Linked DNA regions of Rattus norvegicus: region 1 is linked to region 2. The links are chromatin contacts, called in public Hi-C maps. All regions are on one chromosome and are shown on one strand. The core of a region is the stretch at or near the end of the contact, and the rest is flanking DNA. Distances in the headings are between cores, read along the strand shown.

The links. A called contact is a pair of places that touch in the nucleus more often than the background predicts.
Region 1: a Hi-C map of psoas muscle shows a contact between it and region 2, with 1.8 times the contacts expected there. The contact joins two enhancer-like sites. A contact is called at or near these places in 2 of 12 Hi-C or Micro-C datasets (hepatocytes and psoas muscle).

Annotation. Positions count from the first base shown.
Region 1 is chr13:69,939,174-69,944,934 of GRCr8, reverse strand. It overlaps Kiaa1614 (KIAA1614 homolog), which reads left to right. Exons shown (of 10, transcript NM_001427644.1): 8 at 106-233; 9 at 887-1,071; 10 at 4,468-5,707. The coding sequence ends at 4,661. Among named protein-coding and RNA genes, the nearest start is that of Kiaa1614, 30 kb to the left of the region's middle. Within about 2 kb of position 2,329, at least 11 of the 93 cell types and tissues checked have an H3K27ac peak or open chromatin away from gene starts, as enhancers often do.
Region 2 is chr13:69,840,263-69,846,088 of GRCr8, reverse strand. No RefSeq gene overlaps it. Among named protein-coding and RNA genes, the nearest start is that of Ier5, 21 kb to the right of the region's middle. Within about 2 kb of position 1,913, at least 36 of the 93 cell types and tissues checked have an H3K27ac peak or open chromatin away from gene starts, as enhancers often do.

The DNA.
Region 1 (5,761 bases), core at 1,080-3,579, 98 kb before region 2:
GGCACCAAACAGTGTTTTCTTAGAGTGACCTCGGGTTTATGGTTCCCAGCAAATCCCCTTCCCAGGCTTTTCTTCTCACCTGTAATATTGGGCCTTCCCCACTAGGTGTCACCCTCCCATCAGCATCGGAGAACAACTTCCTTCCAGAACCTCCATTCTCTGCTAGGTGGCAAGGGAGACCGGTCTAGCCTTTACCTGGTAGAAGGGTCAGGGGACAGCAGTGCACCCAGCAGGTAAGCGTGGCACAAGTGACCCAAAGAATAAACTTGGAGTGGTACCATAGCCCTGAGCCCGTTTGTCTCTTTAAGAGGAAGTGAAGCAGAGTAGCTGAGTCTTGCCCTCCACAAATCTCTAATATGGAGAGACAAAGTGACACAGACATCTCAGAATGACACCTCTGTGCCCTTGCCATGTGCGGTGAGCACCGAGAGGCACAGGTTTGCTGGAAGGTGGTGCTGGCAGCCTTGAAGCCTCTCTCCTTTGTCCGATGACATCCTGAAGTCAGTGTTCAGAGTTTAAACACAGCCAAAGATTTGACATCAGGCCCTCTTGGCTATCTGCTTTTACTCAGGGCTTCATGGAAGGACTTTGTGGGGGAAGGGCTCCTGAAAACATTGTATCAAAATACAGCTTTCTTCAGGTTCTCAGAGGTCTCTTTCTAAGATGTTAGAGACCACCGTCCTTGCTTCAAGTCTCTCTGGCCTGAGGAGCCACCAGCAGGTGTGGGAACTGCCTGTCTCCATCCCAGGGAGCTCATTTTGCTGGCTGAGGTCAGAGAAACCAGCTTCTAGTGTCAGGCTCCTATATCAGAGATGTGGGTCACCTTAGGGACAAGAAAAACTGTTGTTACCTAACCCCATCGTGACTGTCTTTGGTCTCCTTGTAGGCCAGCCAAGGCCTTTCCCCGTCGTGCCCTCAGTGTAGAAGATGTGGGTGCCCCCAGCCTGGCTCGTACTGTGGGCAGAGTGGTGGAGGTGTTCCCAGATGGCACAAGCCAGCTGCAGCTGCAGCGACCCCCAGAGGGCACCTTTGGTTTCTGTGTGGCCTATGGCAGTGGCCGGCGAGACTCAGGTATGCTGTGGGGATCCTCAGCAAAGTACCTGGGGTGTGGTCAAGTTCCTTCTAGGCAATGGGGAAAAGCTCCCCTTGTCCTTCCAGAAGTTCTTCCTGGGTGCCAGGTCCCAGGAGCCGCCCCTGCTGAGGGGGTGGAGCTGGCAGATTTGACTCCAATGTCCCCCAGCCGCCCTGTGACATCTTGAGATCAGCGCCTTCAAGGCTGTTCCAGAGGGGCAGAGGAAAACTGTCTGTGCATGCCAGTTCTCTGCTTTTGCTTTGATGTGGTTGATGTATTCCAACCGTCCGGTCCTCCAGCTGGTGTGTCTGGGCTTGTGGAGTGGGCCTGCCTGTCTGCAGTCCTGTCCACAGTCCTCCCTCCCCAGCTCCTGGAGGCTTTGTTCACATGGACGGTGGCTCCAGGTGCCTGGCTCGGTTGCCCACTGTAAGATAATTCAATAGCAATATTGGTGAGTTCTGACTACTTCTTGGCCCCTCTACATCCAGGAATCCTTCATGGCAACCTGACCTGCCCAGGCTAAGCCCATGGTCCTGAATGTGTTTGGGTACAAGAACCCCTGAAAGCTATCCCCAGGGTAGGCTTAGCTTCGGGGAGACTGGGCAGAGGAGGGAGGGATGACTTGAGAAGAGAAGCCCAGGAGCCTGTGCTGCTGTGCCCTGCCGAGGGGAGGTAGTCCTTCCTGCTCGACTGTCTCCTAGGCCAAGGCTGTCTAACTGTGAAAGCCCTCCTGCTGCCGCTTCTGCAGCACAGCGTGTGTGCTAGCCCCTGCCCTGTTGTTCACCACTCAGCTTCTGTCAGTGAATGTGCCAGGTGCCTGCTTGTAAGGCTCGTGGATGCCGGGGTCACAGCGCAGCAGACCTCACAAGTGTGCACTCCAGCAAGGGTGCCAGGCCAGAACTACATGTTTGTTTCATATGTTTTCTATCACAGGCGCGGCATAGTGAAAGGCACCCAAAAGCAGAGATTAATAAAACAGGCATGGCCGGAACTGGGTAGACAGGCTTGAGATGACACTCGAGTGGAGGCAGGACAGAAGAAGGGGGGAGCTATGTGGGGTCAGGAGATGAGAGTCGAGGAGAGGGGCAACCAAGTGTGAAGGTCCTAAAGGGCCATGGTCCTTGCCATTAGGGAAACCAGGTTGGCTGGGAGCTGAGCTCAGAGAGGCTGCAGGCTGCAGGCTGTCCTGTCCTAAGAGACCTGGAGTTTTCTCACCGAGTGGGAGAGGATCCACCTTCATCTACTGGAAGAGATTTTAGAACAGACAGGTGCTAGCTAGCTGTGCTGAGAATACACAACGGGACAGGAAAGGGCACTGACCTGATGTCTAGAGTCCAGGAGACAGAGCAAATGGCAGATGGCATGAGGGTCGCCATGGAGATGGTGGGGGGGGGGAGCCTATAATTTGACTGCATTGCAGTTAGTGGGACCTGAACTTTCTGGGAGAGTTGGGAGGGAGACAGAAAGAGGGGGGAGGGAGGGAGGGAGGGAGGGAGGGAGGGAGGGAGGGAGGAAACATGTGTGGTTGGGAATGGTGTGGGCCTCCCCAGTCTGGACCTAGGGAGAGTCAGATGTCAGTGCAAACAGGGAACTGACATTTAGGAAGCCAGACTGAGTGCCATCCAGGCTGACTAGGTGGTGCGCCGCTCTTGCTGCTGTATTTGGCCACCATATGTCACACAGGGGTCTCACGCTAGGCAGTGTGGTGGCTGCTGGCACTCTACCTCAGGCCTTCCTCTACCTGCTTAGGCCAGTTCCCTGTGCCTCGGAGGAGAGGAGCCGTGGTCTGGGGCTGCCCTGGCCCCTTGCTAAGCTGAGTCAGGAATGTGGCACGTATCTCATCTGACACCACACCCACGAAAACAGCAGGCCCTGCCTTCTGCTTCTAACCAGCTACCACATAGGCGTCTAACATCCTTAACAAAGGCTGTCTCCAGCAGACCATGTGCCAGAGTTGCCTCCCAGTCACGATTTCAGCTGGGAAGCCTACCCAGGTCTCCCTAAAATGGCTGCAGTGACGTCAGTGTCTGGTCTGGGTGGCTACACTCTTTTGGGTTTTGTCATTCCTCCCCACCTGCCTCTCCTGCTGCATACCAAACACTCCTGTGGGTTCCCATGGGAGGTAGGGGTGGCTCTGCTCTCCCTGCCACCAGCCTGTAGACCCAGCAGGTTAGCTGTTCAAGCAGCACGAAAGGAGACCAAGGACAGGGTGGGATCTCACTGGGAAAGCCTTCTGCCAAAGAACTGTAAGCACTTGGTTATTTGGAGACGGGGCCTCAATGGAAAGGCTCCAAAAGGGACAGCCACACTTCAGACAAATGGGTCAAATAGCCACAGACCTTTAGTAAAGGACTTGTAGACTCCATATTCAGAGGCTGGCTTCTCTGGGACCCAGGGCTACAATGAAGGGGGAGCCTCTGGGTCCATAAGGCAAGGTACCACCTCCCACAGTCCACGATGCTGCAAGCCAGAGATGGACGCACCAGAACAGACATCCTGCCAGTGCCAAGCACCTGACTAGGGAAAGGCCTGGGAGAAGGTATCATGTGGACAGCCACTATGTGAAGGGGTCAGGACTGCTCACCTGTCCCCAGACCCCACTGTGTTGTCAGCTGCTGGAGAGCCACTCGCAAAGGCTGTCCCCCTCTGTCCTTAGCGGCTGGCTGTGCTCGCACAGAGAGAATGGTAGTGGGCTCCAGCTTTCCCCAGAGGAACCTCCCATATATGCTGTCAGCTCAGGGCAGCTGACGGAGAACCCCAGAGATGCCCAGCTCTCAGGTGGACACTGCTGTGGCAGCAGTGGCTGGAGACCTGCCTTGTCAGCCCAAGCCCCCATGGCCTCTCCTACAACACGGCTTTCTTGGGAGCCAGCCACGAGTCCCTGACAGGTTTGATCATTTTACAACCCAAGAAATGATCATGCTGGCCAGGGTGAGCCTCTTGGAGTGGTAGAGCGAAGGGTGCAAGAAACAGGCAAGTACATTGTAGATGTGGGCATCTATTTTCCATGGACTTTGGCCACATGCCACCAAAGCCCAAGTGAGGAACTGAGTGACCCTGAGGCCAGGGACTCTGGACCAGATTTGGTCTCTTCATACTCCAGTGACGTGTCCCCTGCCTTGGCCTTTGGGCCTGGGTCACTTGAGCAGCACAGTGCACACTGCTATCCGAAAAGCTGCTATCAGAAAAGGGTAAGATTAGTTCCTTCGTACTAAACAGAAGATGGATAACGTCTTCAAGCATCATTTGCATGGGTTTTGCTGTTTTGAAAGAGGCCACAGAGAAATGAGGTTAAGTGTGGGGTAGGGGATTACAGGGGACACATGATATCAGTTGTAAGGGGCATGTCACTGTTTTCTGCATGATTTCTCATCCCGCCTCCCTTTCCTTTACAGGGCTGTATGTGCAGGACATGGCTGACCTGGATACGGCCAAGCTGTACTCAGGGCTCCTTGGGGTAGGGGATGAGATCCTGGAGATGAACGGGGCCAAGGTTGCTGGGCTGGGCTTGGCTCACATCAACGAGCTGCTGGTGCGTGTGGAGAGCTTGTCGATTCGTGTCTTGAGACAACGGCCTGTCCCCCAGTGACCCAGAAGTACTGCTGTTCTTGCTGATGCTCCTTCAGGACCCCTGACCCACACACACAGTAGGAGGGGCTAGAAACGTGCCACCCAGAGATACCATGAATGTAAAATGCAGTTCACAGATCAGCCTCTGTCTGGGTGTGGCAGAAGCTGTTCTGATGGGCCACCTGTAGGAAGAGGTACCTGTGCCCATTCAGGATACTAATTTATACAGGTCTGGGGACAGGGAATACTGGTTTCTTCCTTCACAGAAGTTGCCATGTTCCTTTGTTGGAGCTAGAGAGGACAGCAACTGACTAATCCTTGAGTTGGCCCTTGAAAGCTGGCCCTTGAGAGCCAGCTTCAGCTTTTGGCCACACTCGCTGAAAAGGCTCCCCAGCCCCCAGCACACCAGACACAGCGTGGCCACATTGGCTTTGCGCCCCATCTCTTTCAGCCGTAGCTTGCTTGGTTCCCATATGACACTTTGCTTCTGATCCAGAAAGGGCTCAGTGTCTTGGCACAGCCTGACAGCCAGGAGCACACATTCCTAACTGTGTGTTCTGTGAAGTATGGCCTGTCAGGAGCTCTGTGCCCCTTCTGGGTATGCGAACTTCTGAAAGAATCTGGGAGCCAGAGTATTAAGAATTACTAGGAATTTTTACGACCAACACAAAGTTGAAAAATGAAACTATTGCCATTTGCAGCAAGTATGGCCATGGTACGAAGGATGTGGGGGGTCAGCCCAGCCCACTCTTTGCCTCCACCCCTGCCTAGTTGTGGCCTGGCCTGGGCGGGCCTTGGTCTTTGTTCTCTTGTCCAGCTTGGAGACAGGGCTGCAGCTGGTGTCTGGCTGTCCCCCAGCTGCAGGGTTTCTATCCAGACCTCCCTGGTGGCAGCTGTGGGTGGGCAGCAGGTAGGGAGGCTGTGAGCGGGGGGTGGGGGGTGGCCATCCCACCTAGGCATAGGGCAGTCTGCTCAGCTCAGACGCTGCTCAAGGGTTCAGGACTCTAGATGCCTGGACAGGTGTCAGTCTTAAATTATTAAAAAGCCAAAGCTGCTTCCACTGGAGTTGCTGGATTCTGTTTCCACTTCATCTCTACCAGCCCTAAGAGGTCTGGGGCA
Region 2 (5,826 bases), core at 664-3,163:
TGGGTTTCAGCAGCATTAACGTTTAACTGTGTGGGGGTGGGGGTGGGGCACGTGCACACCGTGGTGTATGCCAAGGTGCGCGTGTGGAGGGCTAAAGTCGACTTACAGAAATAGGTTTGCTATTTCTACCATCTAGATCAAACTCGGATGGTTAGGCTTGGTGGCCAGTGCCTCTACCTGCTGATTGTCTTGCCAGCTGAAGACTCTTAGCTTAATAAACTTGAAGATCACTACCCCCAGTTTTAAGATGTATCTTAGACTTGCTCTTCTTGTCTCCGTGTCTGGGCTGGGCTGAGCTGGTAGGTGGTACTACTACAGCTAGGATCTTATTGAGCTTCTGCCCTGTTTGTGTGATTAGATCCCAAATTCTACCAACTTCCACCTTCTTCCCCTGTAAACACAGTAAAGGACAGAATTCGGTGCTTTTTATGTGAGGTTTCCTCTCTCTCTCTCTCTCTCTCTCTCTCTCTCTCTCTCTCTCTCTCTCATTCTCTCTCTCTCTTTTCTTTAGACAAGGTTTAGTTTAGGCTGCCTCGAACTTACAATGCCTCAGGTATTACCATGTCCAATAAGGAATAAGATTCCCACTCTTCTCTGACACAGGGTCTCATGTAGCCCAGGCTAGCCTCAAACTCAATACATAGCAGAGCTGAATACCTTGTCTTCCTGAGACACTGTTTTTCTTGAGAGCTATAAGGGGTGCTTGACCAGACTCAGAAGGACAAATATTCCATATTTTCTTTCATTTGCAAAAATCTAGATATAAACAAATAGAACGGGCATAGAAGGAGAAGGCAGACTGTGTGGAAGAGGAAGAAATCTAAGGGAGGGGAGAAGAGTGGCAACGAGAGGGGAGAATATAGAGGATGAAAATGGCTGACTGCTTCTCTTATAGGAACAATCTAGATTTGTGCATTTGTGGGGGAGGGAGCAGGTGTGGCTGTGCATGTTTCTTGAGATGGAACTTAGAGCCTCAGATATGTTGAGCAAGGGCTCTAACATTGAGCTATATGCCCAGGCAGAATATTTCATTGTCAATACTCTACCCCACCTCCCCATGTGTTACTGGGGATTAGAGTTACAATCTCAAGCATGCTGGGCAAGGTATATGAGCTATATATGCCCAAGCAGAATATTTGATTTCTCTCAGTGCCTGTCTGGGAGGGAGTAGGGAGAAAGGTCCTGTAAGGGGACTTGTTCCTTCCTGCTTTCTTCTCTTCTTCCTCCCACTCAGAGTTAACTGAACCCAGCACGGGCCTCTGCAGTTGTCCCTTGTGGGGGCTGGGTGTGAGAGAATGTTTGGGGCCAGAAGGTTCTGTGTCTTGGCACTGAGGGACAGAGTGGCAGCTGGAAGGCTGCGTTGGCCTGGAGCCCTTGGCAATGCCAGCCTGGGTGTGAGGCAAGTGTGGTAGCAGCAGCCAGACCTCGGAGAGGTGACGGAGGGCGCAAGGGAGGAGAAACACAGTTTCTGAGACCAAGCTCGCCCACAGAAAATACAGCGGGGCCTACGGATGAGACCAGAAGCCACCAAAATGGGAAAGGAAGTGTAACCCAAGGGAAATAAGGCATGCTTTATTAAGTCAAGTTGAAGCAGTAGTCTCTGTCCCGTTTCCTTCTTGAGTATTACGTCGAAAGCTAGGGTTACCAGAACTGAGTGAAAGCTCATGGTTGTTTCTTGTTTCTCTCCTTTTCCCTTGCGCAACACGACAGTAGCATAAATAGAGGATTCCAGGAATATTGAGAAGAAACATTCTCTAAGAAGTGACGATTCTGGGGAATTTTAAGGGGTTGTAATAATAAAAACACAATCGTTTGAAGTCGCATCCGCTGCTGAAACACAGCCCTCCCCTGTGCTTTAAAATACCTACGCACACGTTCTGCCCATTAGTCACCAGACAGCTATGGATACATAATCTGTGTATTATCCACAACAGGAAGTTGTCATAGCAGAGCCAGCCCCAGAGGCTGAGTGGTTGGGTTGCGTATCACCCTACTCAAAACAAAAACAAATGGAGTTAGTCATTGATCCTTCTGGATTCCCCAAAGAGGAAGCTCAAGCTGCCTTAATCCAATTTTGGCTTTTCCAAGTGAAACTGAAATCAAATATTGAAAATTTGTAAACTAGCCATTTAGCTACACATGATGGAAACTTTTCATTTAAGGCCAGCTTGGTCTACATAGAGAATTCCTGGAAGATGGTTTTCTACCACAAGGAATTATTAGTTTCTCTCCGGCACTGTACAAACTATAATACTGTTAATTCCAAAGATTTGAGGAGAAAGACCACTGACCCAAATTATCACAGCCAACTTATTAAAGCAAGTGTTTTATTCGTGTACCTGGGCTGTCTCTCCCTGAAAGTAGGGTTGAAAAGACATGGAAGACAGGTACATGAGGAAGACAAGGATTTTGTAGCTCAAGGGTAAGGGGCTTCCAAATGGGGAAAAATAGTCAGGGCTACAGAAGCAAATATGGCAAGGCGGTCAGAGCAAGGTAGTCATAAAAACCTTTGAAATAAAGTAAGGTTGAAAGATGATTATTACAGCTTTTCGAACCAAAGACATGGTTGCCAAGGTCCCTGGAACAGGCAGTACAGAGTCACCGTAGTTCAGATTACAGGTGGGGCATAGCCCAATCCTTGAGAAACAGATTTATTCATAAGCAGGGATGAGCCTAATTTGTCTTTATTATAAGATGGCTTTCAGGTACAAGCTGGTTCATCTAATATATTTTCATTAAAGCCACAAAGTTTGTTGACTCCAATTTCTTAATGGACCACAGTCATCGATATTCAAATTAAGTCCTACTGGCCTTCATTAGTTCTCAGTCATTCTTAAAATGTAGGTTCCACAAAGCCTAGGTTCCAGTATCCCGGATGTGAAAGGTACTGTGTACACATGCATATTGACAGTGTGGTGCTATAAAGTCTACTGGGAGTGAGACAACACAGTGTGGACCAAAAACACAGCTGTCACTTCAATAGACACGAAAAGAGTTTATTTGAAGCCAAATATGAGTGACTTTGACCCAGAAGCATGGATTCAGATGGACCTGTTCCACTCTTGAGGTGACTGTATGAATTTCTTATAGTCATACAACAGAACATCGTGAATTAAGACATTTGTCAAACACATCGGAGAGTGCCAAAAACTCTGCGGGTTTCTGTTATCTGATGGCATCCATAGTCTGTGGTTGGTGGAAACTATTGGTCTGCTAAGAATACATTCCATTGCCAGCAAGATGGCCCAGTGGGGTGTCTAGACTTCCCACCAAGTCTTCCACTGGGAGTGGAACAAAAAAAACTGACTCCTGAAAGTCACACACACACACACACACACACACACACACACATAAATAAATAAATAAATAAATAAATAAATAAATAAATAAATAAATAAATGTAACTTTTTTGTAAGAATGTAATCCAAGGGTATCTGATGGGTTTGCTATTTTTATTTTTAATTTTTTTGGCTTAAGATTAGATACAGGTGGAGGCAATTTAGTGGACTGTGGATGCCTGAACGGAACATATACCCCTGAGGCTCTTGCATTTGTCAGCAGAAACCATTGTCCCATTTTGCTGAAGTTCTGTTCCTTGACAAGGTCACATGTTCCTATAGTTTTGAATGTTGTTTGTCCCCTCAAAGGCTTGTGTGCTTGGAGCATAGTCCCCAGGCTGGTGGGTATCAGGAGACATAGGTCGAGTAGGGGTACGCTCAGTAGGTGGCGCTCTGAGAAGGTATGGAACTTTCAGGAAGGGCAGCATTTTAGATGTATGTCATTGGGAGTGGTCTTTGAGGGTGTATAGCCTCGCCCATTTCCTGTTCTCTCTCTGCTTCCTGTGTGTGACCTAAATGTGATCAGCCAGCTTTCTGTGTGTGACCTAAATGTGATCAGCCAGCTTTCTGTGTGTGACCTAAATGTGATCAGCCAGCTTTCTGCTCTAGCCTTCTGCTACCAGGGTCTTCTCTGCCATTGTGGTTTCTCCTGATGGAATCATAGACCAAATAAACTTTTTTTTTTTTTTTTGGTTCTTTTTTTCGGAGCTGGGGACCGAACCCAGGGCCTTGCACTTCCTAGGCAAGCGCTCTACCACTGCGCTAAATCCCCAACCCCTAAATAAACTCTTCTTTAAGTTGTCTTTGGTCATGGTATTTCATCACAGTAACAAAAACAAACAAACAAACAAACAACAACAACAACAAAAATATAAAGACTAAAGATAGCCCTGGATAATTTTGGTTCTAGGTCTGCAATATTTTAACTCTCTAAGGTCATGCTTCTAATCAGTCATTCAGCCCTGTACAATCATTAACATAGATGTGCCTTTGGTGGGGGCCAGGTACTTCGGTTCATGATAGATAATAGAATCCAAAGGCGTTTTGAAAGCTAGTAAGTCTAACAGTGACGAGATGATAAATGGACTGAACTCACATAATGGAAACCAAGTTCAGGAAAGGCACCAGAGTATGTTTTTAAAAGTAGCTCCTAGATTTTGGTTAATAGAAGAGATACAACTTGGTGCTCATCTATGGTAATGCTAACAAAACAGGGGCTGGTAAGCCTTTAGCAAACGCGAAATGGAAGGGCTCCTGTCTGAGCTCTGTGTGAAGGAAAGGCAGAGGACATGAAGGGCTGTGGGCCACTCCCTCCCCGCAGCAGCTGGACTGGGCTTCCGGGACCACAGCAGCTGTGCCGGTGAGATGCTCCGAGATAGTGAATTTAGATTTTTTAGATTCCTTTTCCCTCCCTCACTTGCCTGGTCCTCAGCAGTAACTCCCTCTCTGAGCTAAATGCGTTGAGGCTCTGTTGCCGGGCTCTGAGCTCCTCTGTGTTGGCATTTGTGTCTCTGCACAGCTTATTTAATAAGACCAGAGTAGGAATTTCTCAAGCAGGCTGATTGAATTCCATCCTTTTCTCTGTGTCAGGGTGATCCTAAGCTTCTCTGCAGCTTAGTTTTGTAAAGCGCAGTAGCTGACTAGTGGATCTGTGTAGATCTGTGTCTCCTGGTATTAACAGGGAGCTCAAAGGGCACGTGTATGTGAAAGCCTGCGGGGGCCATGGTGCTTGCTGGGTGTTTTCCTTTGTGTGTTCTGTAGAGACTGCTCTGTTATCTCACATAGCGACAGCTGCTTCTTGTGCTGTGCTTGTCCTGAAGGAGGCACCTTCCCACAAATATGGTCACTTCTTCCTGTCACCTATGTCAGCGGATAGTGTAGTAGTCATGTTCTGCTGACGAATTTCTTGACAAGGTCACATGGTTCTATGGTTGAGATAGATGATGCTTGATTCTTAAAGGGTACTAAGAATGTGGTCCCCAGTTCAGCAATTTCAAGATGTTTAGGTCAAACAGGTGTGCCCTCAGAAGGACTTAAGGAATGTATTGCTGTTGTACAGTCTCTGTGGCTTTCTTTTTTTATTTTTCTTTTTTTTTTTCTTTTTTTCAGAGCTGAGGACCGAACCCAGGGCCTTGCGCTTGGTAGGCAAGTGCTCTACCACTGAGCTAAATCCCCAACCCCTCTCTGTGGCTTTCTATGTGGACAGATAATTTCTTTTTACTGCATATGTCCCCATAATAGCACCACAGGAGCCTTCCAGAGCCAAGTCATATCGGCAGCATCACCTTGCCAGCCACCTGTAGTGGTGCACGCTTTGGACCCAAGTCCTAAGGAGGCAGAGGCAGGCGGATCTTTGTGAATTTGAGGCCAGCCTGGTCTATATAGCAAGATATAGAGTTCTGATCTCTCTCTCTCTCTCTCTCTCTCTCTCTCTCTCTCTCTCTCTCTCTCTGTAGTTTGCATCAGATACTCTATGATAATAATGACA